2 separate regions of the Gossypium hirsutum genome follow, and region 1 is linked to region 2. Evidence: chromatin contacts called from public Hi-C data. All regions are on one chromosome and are shown on one strand. The core of a region is the stretch at or near the end of the contact, and the rest is flanking DNA. Distances in the headings are between cores, read along the strand shown. Region 1 has its middle 24 kb from the start of LOC107887146. Region 2 holds the start of LOC107887012 (receptor-like protein 4).

Region 1 (7,354 bases), core at 4,524-7,023, 89 kb before region 2:
CAAGCCTGGTTCTAGTATAGAGTGTCATACAGAAAATCATTGTGGCCTAAACAGATGACAATGGAGCAGTTGTATGGAGATTAGGAGGCATCGTACAATAAACTCCAAGGGTGGTTAGTCACCGTGTAGGAGTATGTGCCAAGGTTTCGAACTTCCCAATACCCAGAAAAGTAAACTATTTGAAAATAAAGCAAACTTGTTAGAATAGATTTTCATAAAAAAAAATTCTTGATCGAAGTTTTAATTTTTTTTACTTATTTACAAGTGGGAACATATGTGGTCGGTGGCTCACTGATGCCAGAAATGACATCCTATATAATGCCTAGGACTGTAGCAATATCAAACATCTACCTATATTTTGTGTATCGTGCTTTGTCTCCTGATAAAGCTCACGATACAACATTGCTAATACTATTGAGCCCCAATTGTATGAACGGGCAACTTGCAAATAAGCTAATAGAGGCAAGTACATCATGTTTATTTTATTATTATTTGCATCCGACATAAATACCCCCTATCAACTGTAGTATATATGCTCGAGCAGTGCACATCTTCTCCCACTCAGTGGTATTACTTGATAAGGCTTCGAAATTTTGCTTTAACTAGGAAATTTTCAAACTAGTAAACCTAGCTTCACTATCATCAGGCGAGCATCCAAACAACTAAGCACTTGAACTTTCAAAATACATCAAAAAGTCCCTCAAACGTTTTCAAAAAAACCAATTAAACCCCTATTTTTTTTCACTCAATTGGGTACTTGAACTTTCAAAATGCATCAAAAAGACCCTCGTCAAAAAATAAAATAAAATTTAAGCCCCTGCTCTTACTAAAAATTAGAATTTTTTTAAAATTTAAAAATAAATTTTAGAAATATTATTAAATTTTAATAAAAATATAAAAAATAAATTTATTAAAAATTAGAATTTTTTATAAAAATCGTAAAAAAATAAATTTTTTAAAATTTTATAAAAATTAACGCCCTCTAGTTTTTTTCAATTAAAGTCATCATTTGTCGCAATACAGCGTGACATGTGGCGAAAAATGATAAAAAAATAAAAATCAATAAAAATTATAGAAAAATTATAAAATGTTTCTTTTGGTACAATAATTTTTATAATTTTTTTTCAAAATTTATATTTCTTTACATTTTGTGTAATTTTCTTATGAGTTTATAAAATTTTATATTTCTATATATTTTATAATTTTTTCGATTTTTATAAAATTTTACAATTTTTTTATATTTTTTTACGTTTTTTACATTTTTTTCTAATTTTTAATAAATTTTTAATATTTGAATTTTTTATTAAAATTTAATAATATTTATAGCTTTTATTGATTTTAAATTTTTTATAATTTTTAACAAAAGCAGGGGCTTAATTGCCTTTTTTGAAAAGTTTGAGGGTCTTTTTGATGCATTTTGAAAGTTCAAGTACCCAATTGAGTGTAAAAAAAAGTAGGGGATTAATTTCTTTTTTGAAAAGGTTTGAGGTCTTTTTTGATGCATTTTGAAAGTTTAAGTACCCAAATGAGTGCAAAAAAAAAAGCATGGACTTAATTGTTTTTTTTTTAAGTTTGAGAGCTTTTTGCACCATTAAGCCTTTTTTAAATAGTGTTAATATTAAGATAATTTATATAACATAATCGTATATTTTTTATAAAAAAAATTAGGTACTCAAATAAAAAAAAGGTTATAGTTTTGATACCAGTTTTCTATTTAAGCCTGATTATAGTTAATAATATATGATTTATAGTATAGTAACAAATGATAACATTTTGTAACTAAATAATAAAATAGAGGTAAAAACTCAATAACATAGTAATAAATAGTTTATAATATATGAGTAAAAAATTACTATAAATAAAATAATTGTAAATAATCGATAATAGAATATAATAATAAAATTTATAATTATAATTGTAAAAATTTATATAACTTATTAAATAAGTAAAAAATTATAAATATTAATTTTATAATACTTAACTGAAAATATATATTTATACTAAATAATAATAATAGGTAATACATAAGTGAAAATAAAATAAATTAATTAATAAATTTTTATTATAAAAATATTACAATATTCATATTTTAAATAAGTCACGTATAGAGAAAATTTATATATTTATTTTCTATTAATATTAAAATTAAAATTTTGAAAATATTATGTGCATAAATAATTATTTAGACCACTAATGGAGTAAAAAATAGGGCAATTTATCAAAAAAAGCCGTTTTTTTCAAAATTTATCGAAATTGACCGATTTTTTGATTATTTACTGGAATGGGCCATTTTCCGCGAAATCGCGTCCACGTCAGCGTGATGTCAGGGTACGTGTCAAGACATCACGTCCACGTCAGCGCAATTTGCTTACGTGGACACAAATCGCGCCTACGAGGACGCGGTTTGCTGACGTGGATGAACAGTTTATGTTTTTAAGCTTGGAAAACTTTGAAAGGCCATAACTTTTCGCTCGGTTGTCCGATTGAGACGATTTTTTTTTATTTCAAATAAATTTTCGAGATCTACGCGTTGACAAATAGCCGAAGGCGGTTTGCCGCAGTTTTCGTCGAAAAAGATCCTTTTCTGCCCCTAAATTTTGATTTTTTCAGTTTAAAATTGAATTTTGAAACATTCAAATCATTATTTTCCTTATTTATTTGAAGTAAACACCGGATCTTTTTTTACAGAATTGTCTTATATCATACTGTTATAGGTATAAGTCAGCTCATTCCACTTTTGAGAAATTCCCTAAAATTTTCCATTTTATTCAATTTAGTCCCTAAAACCTAAATAGTCATATTTTCAAATCTAAGCTTCGTTTTTCAATTCAAATTCAAATTCAAATTCATCCTTCCATAACATTCAAATATTCTTAAATACAAAAATTTCATGCTAATTTTGAAATAATTATACTTTAGTCCCTATACTCGTAACTAACAAATTATACTTTACAAATTAGTCCCTATTCATCTCTAAGCAGTTTGTCAGCGCGTAAATCTCGAAAAGTTATTCGAAATAAAAAAAATCGTCTCAATGGGACAACCGAGCCAAAAGTTATGGCCTTTCAAAGTTTTTCAAGCTAAAAAACATAAACTGTTCATGCCACGTCAGCAAATTGTGTCCTCTAGGGCGCGATTTCCGTCCACGTTAGCAAGTCGCGCTGATGTGGACGAGATTTCCTGGCGCGTACCCTGACATCGCGCTGACGTGGACGCGATTTCGCGGAAAATGGGCCATTCCGGTAAATAATTAAATAGTTAGCCCATTTCGGTAAATTTTGAAAAAAAGGACTTTTATTGGTAAAATACCCGTAAAAAATATCCAAGCAAGCCTATCCTAACTTTCTTCTTCTATATTAAGGTCAATTGATTTTATTTTAGACTTGCCACAAAATAATAATCCCCCCTCTTTCTATATATATATATGTAAGCAATTAGGAGATCCCAAGCAGTATATTAAATTTAGTCAATATATTATTATAAAGAATCAAACAAAATTAAATTAGAATAGAGTTAACATTTAATATTTTTAAAAATATATTATTTACTGTTTAACAGAGTTAATATTTTCAAAGTGCTAATAAGTTTTTAAATGAAGTCTTTTGTTTGGAATTAAATTGCAATTGTAAAGAATAATTTTCAAAATATTTTTTATACAACAAATATTAACTCTGTTACAGTTTGAATTTACATAATTTTTTGTAATAATATAAAATTTAAATTATTTTATATAATAATAGAAAGACTAATTTAAAACAATGTAGTCCTTTTTAACTTATATATAGTTAATACCTGCCATCTTTCTTTTGGCTCTGCCTAGATGAGACTATTGGTAACCAACCTTGAAATAATAGTAAAAATGTAATATTTTTTTGTTGGTGATGGGGATACTGATATGGGACAAGCACAATGATGCAACAACACTGAAGATTCTTTTGGACTTTTCTCTAATTTTGTTCTTACTCATAACAACAAACCTAAATACTAGAAAGCACAGCTCAGAAAGCATCACTTCCATATAACTGTACTTCATCCATTCACATGCCATCACACACTATTTTAAGAGTAAATTACCTTATTTATGACCCGAGTTTACTTGTTTTATTTTTTCCCTTATTTTAAAAAAATTGTTATTTTAGTCATTTTTATTAGATAAGTTGTCAATTTTAATCGTTCTACGGTTTAAATAGGTTGAGTCACCAAACGAAATGTTGACATGGTTTGATATAATAACAAAATTAGCCATCAATGTTTACCTATTTTATTAATTTAATCATGATTTAAAAAAATAACAAATTTAACCTTTAATATTTACGCATTATACTATTTTAATTATGATTCTAATAAGAAAATGTAAATATAAATTAATAAAGAAATTAAAATTTATAAAATACTAAAAAATAAATATTTAATTTTTTCTTCTAAAATTTAATATATTTTCACACCACCCTTCTCCAAAATCCACACTTTTCCTTTTCATCTTTCTTTTCTTTTTCGTTTTCTTAAATATTTTCTATGCTTATATAAATTTGACTTTCATTTTCTATTGTAAAAATGAATTAATTTTTCATTGTAAATTTGGATTATTTATTTGAATGAAAATAATAAGAAGGAAGATTTCTAAATTTTTAGAATTTGGAAGGAAATTAATTAGATAATGCTTTCATTACGAATCAAACATTTGTTAAAATTACAGATAAAGATTTAATTTTCCCAATCCAATTAATATAAGAATAACACTACCTTCTTTACACTGCAATCTAAAATCATCTCATCCCCACTATCTTTTCACTATTATTTCTTGTATTTACTTCCCACTTTTTCTCTACGATGTTTCCTCCAACCCCAAGCTCAAAAATTATAAATTATGCATTAATTCAGAAATATTAGAAAAGATACGAGACTTTGTTCATTCTCGGAAAACAAGTAACCAACAACGTTAGGTTAAAAGCTTTAAGAGATAAATCAGTTAAACAATTAAAATATTTAACAAGGAACAAAAATTGGCCTCGATTGAGGGAGATAAGAAGGAAAAGTGCAGATTGAAGGTGCCAAAATATATTAAAATTTTATATTTTTTTAAATTTTTTAATTTTTAGAATTATGGTCAAATTGGTATAATGTGTAAATAATAAAGGCTACATTTTAAAAAAAAGGATTAAATTAATAAAATAGGTAAATATTGAGAGTTAATTTTGTTATTATACCAAACCAAATCAATATTCAGTTTGGTGATCAAACCTAAATTAATGGTAGAGTAATTAAAAATTGATAACTTATGTGACTGGAATAACTAAAATAACAAAATTTTGAAATGGATGTGAGTAGTAAATAAAAAAAATTACCCCTAATTTAATTACTAATCAGAGTTTGGTAGCTTTCTATAATAAACGTATGGGTACATATACAATTATTGCTACATGTAGAGAACTTAAATTAAGATTAGATCAGTGAGACTTCAAATTTAAGAATAACCAATTAATTTTAATATATATTATGATTTCTTATGATTATATTGCAATCAATATTTTTAGAATCGAATCAATTAAATTATTAATTAAAATTAAAATTCAATTTAATAAATTTATATCAATTCGTAAATTAAACTCAATTTTATTTCTCTTTAGACCAATTTTGATTGCTGTAATTGCATGAGGACCACCTCTGGGGTTTCCTAACTTCAATCGTTACTCAAAAGGTCAACGTTAGTTATATAATGGGGAAGGGTGGAGTCACCATGTGTTGGTTGATTTTTGGTTACATAATAATGCCATTTTCAATCACCATCCAAAATCATAATCCTAATTCCTAATTTGGACCTGCCCCCCTTTCTATATTATCCACCCACGAACGACCCTCACTCTTTTTTTTTTTAAGTGGTAGGGTTCATTTATACTATTTCATGAGATATACACTCTGCCCTAATTTTCAATTTCCCTCTCTCTCTCTCTCTCTCTCTCTCTCTCTCTCTCTCTCTCTCTCTCTCTCTCTCTCTCTCTCTCTCTCTCTCTCTCTCTCTCTCTCTCTCTCTCTCTCTCTCTCTCTCTCTCTCTCTCTCTCTCTCTCTCTCTCTCTCTCTCTCTCTCTCTCTCTCTCTCTCTCTCTCTCTCTCTCTCTCTCTCTCTCTCTCTCTCTCTCTCTCTCTCTCTCTCTCTCTCTCTCTCTCTCTCTCTCCTCTCTCTCCTCTCTCTCCTCTCTCTCTCTCTCTCTTTTTTCTCTCTCTCTCTCTCTCGTAAATTTTATAAACAAACTTTGAAAAGGTTTTCTTAGTTCAAATTATTTGTCTCAATTGGTGTTTTAACACATGTTGTAACTTGGTAGTTTTACAAATAGATTACAAGTGGAGAGTAAGGTAAAGAACTAAATCAATACATCTAATTTAGTTCGAATTAGTCAATCTTACTTTATGAAGTCTTATTCAATAAATGATTTTATTCAACAATTGATCCATGTCACTTATTGGCTAATGACCAATTTACCCTTACAACAATGGTAATTGTAGCCCCAACAATGAACCTTATTATTTGATGGAATATTTTCAAAATACATATAGAATTCCAATAATTGCAAATGAAAAGTTGCAAGTACAACTTTTGGTCAATAGTTGTCATTTTTCATGGTGATAAGTTATATCTCTTGAATATCAAAAGTTATGTTACTTGGTTGTTAACCAAGAGTGATGCGTTATGTCTCTTATTATCAAAAGTTATGTCATTTAATTATTAACAAATAATCAAAATTCATTTGTTTGGAACACCAAAAACACCAAAATATATAAAACTTTTGTTTCTTTTGATTATCCTCCATATTCTATTATTTTTAGATTGTTCTATAAAGAATTACTACAAAATATTTTTTTATAGAAATTGATATTCTTGTTATTCTCCCACCAATTCTCAGTGGACTGTTTTCGTCAATGCAAAACTTAGACAACCATTGGGCTTCGTTGTATCCTTGTGGTTCATTTTCCAACAACTCTTTTGCACACCAAAATATAGGTGGGGGCGAATAGAACCTTAAAAAAATGACATTGATACACACATTAAAGCCTTTATTAATTTCTCATAAGTTCATTCTTATCCCTACACACCAACATTGTTACACACCCAAAATCCTCATTCACTTTCAAGGTTTACACTTCAAGAAATGGCTAACACAATAGTGCAAAAATACAAAGTAAAAAAAGTACAATACTCTAATGAAAATACTCCAAAGGCATGTCCCACAAGTGTAGCATAGCAACCTAAAGCCAAGATCGATCAACTTATTCATTCAAAATATCAAATTAATCAACATTTAAATTTGAGTTGACTTTATCCACAAAGTCTCCTCTTTTACTTTTTTAAAAATGCTT
Region 2 (7,143 bases), core at 1,191-3,690:
ATTAATTTAAATTTTATTATTTTTTAATATGGATTGAAATATATTTAAAGTGAATTCTAAGAAAACAATCATCTAAATTATTTATCCACTTTTAAAAAAGTGGGGTTTTATTTGAGCACTTTCAAACAAATTTTACTCTTATTTGAATACTTTAAAAAGTTTAGCTTTCATTCGAGCATATTTTCTTATTTATTTATAAATATTAGACTCTTATATGAACATTTTGAAAAGTTCAACTTTGATGTGAGCAATCCAAAAAGGTTGAACTTAGCTTATGAAATAAGAGAATTAATTTTATACTTTTATTTGTTTATTATTTTTTCATAGACTCTTTTTTTTAGATGGTATGATATAAGCAAGAGATCTGAATCAATATTATACCCCTCTAATCTTGAACTCTCTTATTATACTTCTATCCCTAAAATTTCTTTTTTTAGTTTATTGATAAAACTCCAATCAGTATACAATTCATCAGAAAACAAATTTTCTGGTGTGAAAAAATATATAATTTTGTATCATTTCCCCAAAAGTTGCTAAACTGGGTGGATACGTAAAAGATATTTTTTCTTTTCCATCACTTTGACATGTATAAAAAAAATATTGTGACATATCATTTTTTATAGCATTTTCAACCCGGTCATTTTTTATATATCGCAAAGGTCGATTCAATCGTTTAGAATAAAAAAGAAGTGTCACAAGAGGTTTTTCACAGGAATTGATCGCATATAATAATTAAAAAATAAATTAAATTGAAACCAAGTATATTAAATAGTTTCATTAGTTAATACGAAATCGTAATTACTAAAATATAGGAAAAAGTGTGGGTTTTTTATTAAATTATTATAAAAAATTAAAAAATAACTAAAATATTATAACTTTTTTTATTTACCAAAATATCATAAATTTTTTTATTTACCAAAATATACCAAAAAAACTAAAAACCTGCAAAAAAAAAAAACCTGTGGCGGCACCAAAGGTGCCAAAGAGATTAGCGGCACCAATGGTGCCAAAGGACTAAAATGTAGCTATCTGCAATTTCAAGGACCTAACATGCAAATTTACTATTTTGAATTTTGAAAGTGAATTGTTGGTGGGGCGCACTAAAATTGAAATGTGGCTAATTGTCTTCTAAGCCCTCCTTATTTTAATTAAGTAATAAACTCTAATTAGTTAAGTGATAATTAAGATACTTAGAATTCTAATTAAGTAATAACTCTATTTTAATTTAATAAACTATTCTCATTTAATAAACTCTAATTTAATAAACTCTATTTTGGTAATTTGATGAGAATAGTTTATTAAATTAAAATAGAGTTATTAAGTAATTTGACGAGAATAGTTTATTAAATTAAAATAGAATTATTACTTAATTAGAATTCTAAGTATCTTAATTATCACTTAACTAATATTAGATTTAATTAAAAAAATTAATAGAAATACCAGGCATGCTTTATTGAAAAGCCAGAAGTAATAATAAAACCGATCACCCATAAATGTAACCCAAATAGAAAAAATAAATTATAATTATAAGCTATTCTCATCAAATTTAGTAAATTTTTTAAATAAACTATTCTCATCAAATTACCAAAATAATATATAAAATGCGAATTAGTTTATACTTTTTTAAATAGCTTTACTTTAGGTAAAATATATTTACTTTAATAATAAAATAAAGGGGTTTTATGAGTAAAAATCATAGATTAAGAGCTTATTTAACTACAAAAATAGGTTGAGAGCTTGTTTATTAAATAAAAAAGTGAGTTAAAGGGGGAATAAAAAGAAAATAAACAAGCCACAGGTTTTTTTTTGCAAGTTTTTATTTTTTTGGCATATTTTAGTAAATAAAAAAATTATAATATTTTAGTTATTTTTTATTTTTTTATAATAATTTAATAAAAAATCTAAAAAGTGTTCACTTCGTAACAATAAATAAAAATGCTGACATATTGCGCGGATAACAATACCACTTACCACTTTTCATAAAACCAACTTTTCACTAACTAATTTTTCTTAAAATGCATCAAAGCCTTATTTTAGATAATATCTTATTTTCTTAATTCTGCATCGCACGGGTTAATTTTGAGTATTAATTAAAATATATTAATTTTTTTTAAATTAATATAAATAATTAATAGTAATTATTTTTAAATATTAAAATCAATTTAATTAAATATTGAAATATAAATAATTAGATAAAGAATAGTGATTTTACATTTTATTATTATTTAATATGAATTGAAATATATTTAAAGTAAATTATAAGAAAACAATTATTTAAATTATTTTCAAAAAGCTTTTACTTTTCCAATTTGAGGATTTAGCAAATTGATTTTATACTTTTTATTTATTTATAAAAACAATATTTTTAATTGGTATTATGTAAACAAATTGAGAAGTGTGAATTAATATTATATCCCACTAATCTCGCCCTCTTTTACTGTCTGACTTTATACTCCTACTTTATAGTGTCAATGTCCAAAATCAAATCCCCCATTTCCCATTTTGTTTCTCTCTCATTCCACCATGTCCTTCCTCGTCCTTTTCCTGCTCTCCTTGGCTCCCCTCTTCCACTCTTCCTCCCCTTTGCCCTACCCTTACAGTAAGCCACTCCCACCACCTTTTGTTTTTTTTTTCCCTACTCTCGCTCACTATCTGCTAACTGCTGCTATTTTATTTTGTTTTTCTTTTCTTTGCAGACACTAGCTTCCACATTGACTGCGGCAGTTCCACTCCTTCCACCGACTCCTACAACATCTCTTGGCTACCCGACAAATTCTTCACTGGCGGCTCCACCTCCGTGGTCTCCGAGCCCCTACATTTCCATCTTCAACACGAAAAGACTCTCCGTTACTTCCCACTCTCCTCCGGTAAGAAGAATTGCTACAATATCCCCCTTCCTGCTGGCCGTTACTACATCCGTACTTTTACCGTTTACGACAACTACGACGGCAAATCCCATTCCCCTTCCTTCGACGCTTCTGTCGAGGGCACTCTCGTCTTTTCCTGGCGCTCTCCTTGGCCCGAATCTCTCACTCGAGATGGCGCTTACTCCGATCTCTTTGCCTTCGTCAAAGACGGTCAACTCGATTTATGTTTTTACAGCATTGCCACTAACCCTCCCGTCATCGCTTCTCTCGAAGTCGTCCAGATCGACCCTTTGTCATATAACTCCGCCCAAACCGGCGACAGCTACATTCTAGTCAACTATGGGCGGCTCTCTCCCGGTTCATCACAATGGGGACCCGGTTTCACATCCGACCCGGACGCCTTCGGCCGCTCCTGGCAATCCGATTCCGATTACCGAGCAGGAAAGTCGGAATCCGCTAAAGTTATAACCACTAAAGAAAAAATAACCGGTACCGAGAAAGCGCCGAATTACTTTCCCATGAAATTGTACCAATCGGCGGTGACAATTGAGGGACGTCTGGAATACGAATTACCAGTGGATGCAAAGCTTGATTATTTGGTGTGGTTTCATTTTGCGGAGATCGATTCGACGGTTAAAAAGGCAGGGGAGAGAGTGTTCGATGTGCTGGTCAACGATAAGAATGTGAGTAGAGTGGATATATTGAAGGAAGTTGGGAGCTTTGCGGCCTACAGTTTAAATTATACGGAGAAGAATTTGAGCAGTTCTGTGTTGAATGTGAAGCTGTCGCCTGTGGCAGGGGCTCCGTTGATCTGTGGGCTTGAAAATTACGCCATGGTTCCAGCTGATTTGGCCACGGTTCCTGAACAAGGTAAAGATGCTGAATTTTTATTATTTATACGAACTTTTTAGTGATCTGCATGTTAAGCTGAAAGCTGCGTATGAGAGTTTGGTTGGTCCTTGAAATCATTAGCTTTCTATAGGAAAATTAGACTTTTTGGGTAGTTAATTTGATTAGGAATGGTGGTGGGTAGGATATGCGATTTTTTTTATTTATCTGAATCTGCAAATTTACCTAAAAGTCCGAACCTATTTATTTTCCGCAAATTAACCGAGAGTTAAATACATTTTATCTGTTGGATATCCGAATCTGAAAAAATCCAATTTCGAAATTTTCATTTTTTTTATATCCAAATCCACACATCTGAATTCAAATCTCCTAAAATTCTGAACTTATAATCTTATGTATATGAAGTCAAAATTATAAGCATTTTGTAACCAATGAATTTGGATATCGAAATCCACATCGGTTATCCAAATAAGTAATGCACCCTTGGATTATGGAAAACCAGGTATCTACCCAAATCTCTAGTGGATGGTAATTTTAAAATCTGAATCCGCCAAAAAGAAAACAGATCGGATATCCAAATAGCTTTCTATTTAACATGTGATTATAATAACTATTATTTTATTAAAGTAGGTGCCAAGGGGAGATCGAGTTCTCATAATGAAAACTTAAAAAGTTTGAGTCTGTGTTCCATTTATTAATATTGCCCTAAGATATGTTAGAATCACTTACGAAGGATGGCCATATTGTCACATGTATTCATCTAGTGGGTTAAAAACTTCTAGATGGTTGTGATAAATGTGTGAGTTTGGCAAGAAAAAAGGGGAAATATGCTTGTCCTTGTTCTAATTTCCTTGGAAACTGGAGCAAATCCTTAAATGGGCCCTATATTGCGGTTGGTGTTAAAGATCAGGACTTTGAAGGAACTGATTCAATAGTTCTCTTGGTTTAGAAAATGAATAGATAGAAAAAGTTCACATGTAAATAATGTTTGTGCTGAAGAGAGAAGTTGGGATATATATTTTTGAAATGGATGTGTTACTTATTTGGCAATCTTGTAGTGGTCGCAATGAAAGCATTGAAAGATTCACTCTGTGTTCCTGACCGAATGGGTTGGAATGGTGATCCATGTGCTCCTACTGATTGGGATGCTTGGGAAGGAGTTACATGTCATACTAACAAGAATGGAACTGGCCTTGTCATTACTCAAATGTAAGTTCCGCCTTTGCTTCTATTTGACAAACACAACTCTCATACTTGAATCAAATAAAATTGGAAAAGTATAGACAATAGTAAAATGTGATAAAAATAGGAGCTTAGAGATGGAGTAATTACTTGTTGAGAGGAATTATTGTGCCAAGATGTAGACTTAGAATAAGAGACGGTGATACAAGAGAATCAGGAAGGTAATGTTTGAGAGAAATGTAAACATTGTAGAGAGAAGAAAAAATCAAAATGTTTCTGGATTATGTTGCAGAGGTTCTTTTTTTAGATAGCTATAAATTTCACTTTATTTGGGACATCATAAGTCCATTTACTATTTATTTTTGTGTGACTGGTTATAACTGTACCAGAGCCAAAATTTTATGTTTTTTATGCTTAGATCTATATATATTGCCCGTGCATGTATTACAGAGAACTTGGAAGTCAAGGCCTGAAGGGTTATATCAGTGAGCAGATTAGTCTCCTGTCAAACTTGATTAATCTGTAAGTATTAGCTGTGAAAAGTAAATGATTTATTAAGCGTTATTACCTTTCTGACTTGTTTCATTTGTGGAGCATTTAACTCATGACTTACAGTCTTTCATTGTTGCTTCCTTTGGAATTACTTGTCTTGTTATTGGAATTTTCATTTCTTTTAAATTGTTCAGGAACTTGAGTACTAATTCTTTGGATGGCACTCTACCAATTGGGCTTGGACTAAAATCCCTTGCACGACTGTAAGTTCTAATTCTTTTATTAATTTGAAGTGCACTGTAGACTCTTATAACGGTCTGTCTTTCTTTTTCTTTTGTTCCCTTCTGCTAGGTGTGCTTTTACCCTTAACTGGCTAAAATATTGTTTTATCACAGTTTGTGCTGTAGACTTCTGGAACAGCCTTTTACAGTAGTGGCTTTTCCCTCCTGTTACATTGTTTTTGTCGTAAGTGGCAAAAATACGGATTGGTCATAGTTTATCTATTTGCATTTTCGTTGTGCATATTGGAGATTAATAGTTTTTCATTTTTACTTTTCCATGTCCTACCATTCTTTTTCGATGTTTCTTCAAGATGGTGGCTTAATCATCAGATCCATGAGTCAACTTTTTTATTGAATTTAATGTATTGCCTTTGACTTGTATTTTTGCAGGGATTTATCCGATAATCAATTCTCTGGTTCCATACCGGAAAGTTTAACATCTTCAAATCTGCAGCTTGTGTACGTGTTGTCCCTATTGTTTTTAGAGAATTCAACACAATTTCATTTTCTTGATACATAATTGTTCCGTACATGCTTAAGATTTCTTTTATTCATATGAAATAAGCATATTATTAATTGTAATTATTTCAATACGATTTTGATAAAGATGATGATGTGCTAAGCCTTTTCTGACGAGGTGGGACAAGCTTTATGATCATATTGCATGGTTTTTCTTTTGAATATGGTCATATTTTTAGAAGGCAAAGTAAAATTGTGGTCCATTTTTATAGTTTCACTCAATCTCATTTTTGCCTTCCTCTTAACATCATGTATATCTTCCACTGGATCACCTACCATCATGGTGCATTGGAAGGTCTATTTCATTTAGATGTCCAAACCGCCTTAAAACACGGTTCTCTATCTTCGTTCTCAATGCGTTTAAGTCCTCCTTTCAGTCCGTTGTAGATCATATTGCCTGAGTAGGATTTGTGGACATTAGGAGTGACATTTCCACCTATTTCCTGATGCTTTTTGAAAATTGAGCTGATTTAACTAATTGGTCCCCTTTTTACCTATTTTAAACTCTTCCACTCTCGCATGTGTCCATCTATTCCTATGGCATGGTTCCTTGCCATTAACATTACATTTTGCTTATTCTTTTGTCAGGAGGCTTAACAATAACTTATTGGAAGGGAGAGTTCCGGAAGAACTTTACTCTGTTGGTGTGCACGGAGGGACTATTGAGTATGTCATATTTTTTAATTTGTTCTTTACTATGGAGGAACTGTTTTCTGGTTCACATGCATATAGATGTCAATTGTTTGTCTTTACCCATTCTGCATGCATATAGATTTCGATTGTTTGCATCCTCGTACTTTTCCCCTTTTTGTACATATCATCACTCTGTTCATTTCGTTTAGTTGCTTAGAGGAGATTCCATGGCTTCATTTATTCTTCACTTCTGGTGGAAAATTTATCTCTTTTTTCCTCTTTGATCATAACTGTTCAATCTCATGACAACCTTTCCTATT

The links. Hi-C and Micro-C count contacts between places; a contact is called where the count stands out from the background.
Region 1: a Hi-C map of leaf shows a contact between it and region 2, with 2.8 times the contacts expected there. The contact joins the enhancer-like site here to the promoter of LOC107887012 in region 2. A contact is called at or near these places in 17 of 34 Hi-C or Micro-C datasets (anther, callus, fibers and 4 more).

Annotation. Positions count from the first base shown.
Region 1 is chrD02:39,029,915-39,037,268 of Gossypium_hirsutum_v2.1, reverse strand. No RefSeq gene overlaps it. Among protein-coding and RNA genes, the nearest start is that of LOC107887146, 24 kb to the left of the region's middle. Within about 2 kb of position 5,773, at least 3 of the 9 cell types and tissues checked have an H3K27ac peak or open chromatin away from gene starts, as enhancers often do. A contact at or near this core is called in fibers and leaf, where this site is marked.
Region 2 is chrD02:38,937,810-38,944,952 of Gossypium_hirsutum_v2.1, reverse strand. It overlaps LOC107887012 (receptor-like protein 4), which reads left to right and starts at 2,440. Exons shown (of 9, transcript XM_041088536.1): 1 at 2,440-2,599; 2 at 2,697-3,737; 3 at 4,775-4,925; 4 at 5,349-5,420; 5 at 5,585-5,653; 6 at 6,062-6,130; 7 at 6,779-6,856. The coding sequence starts at 2,524.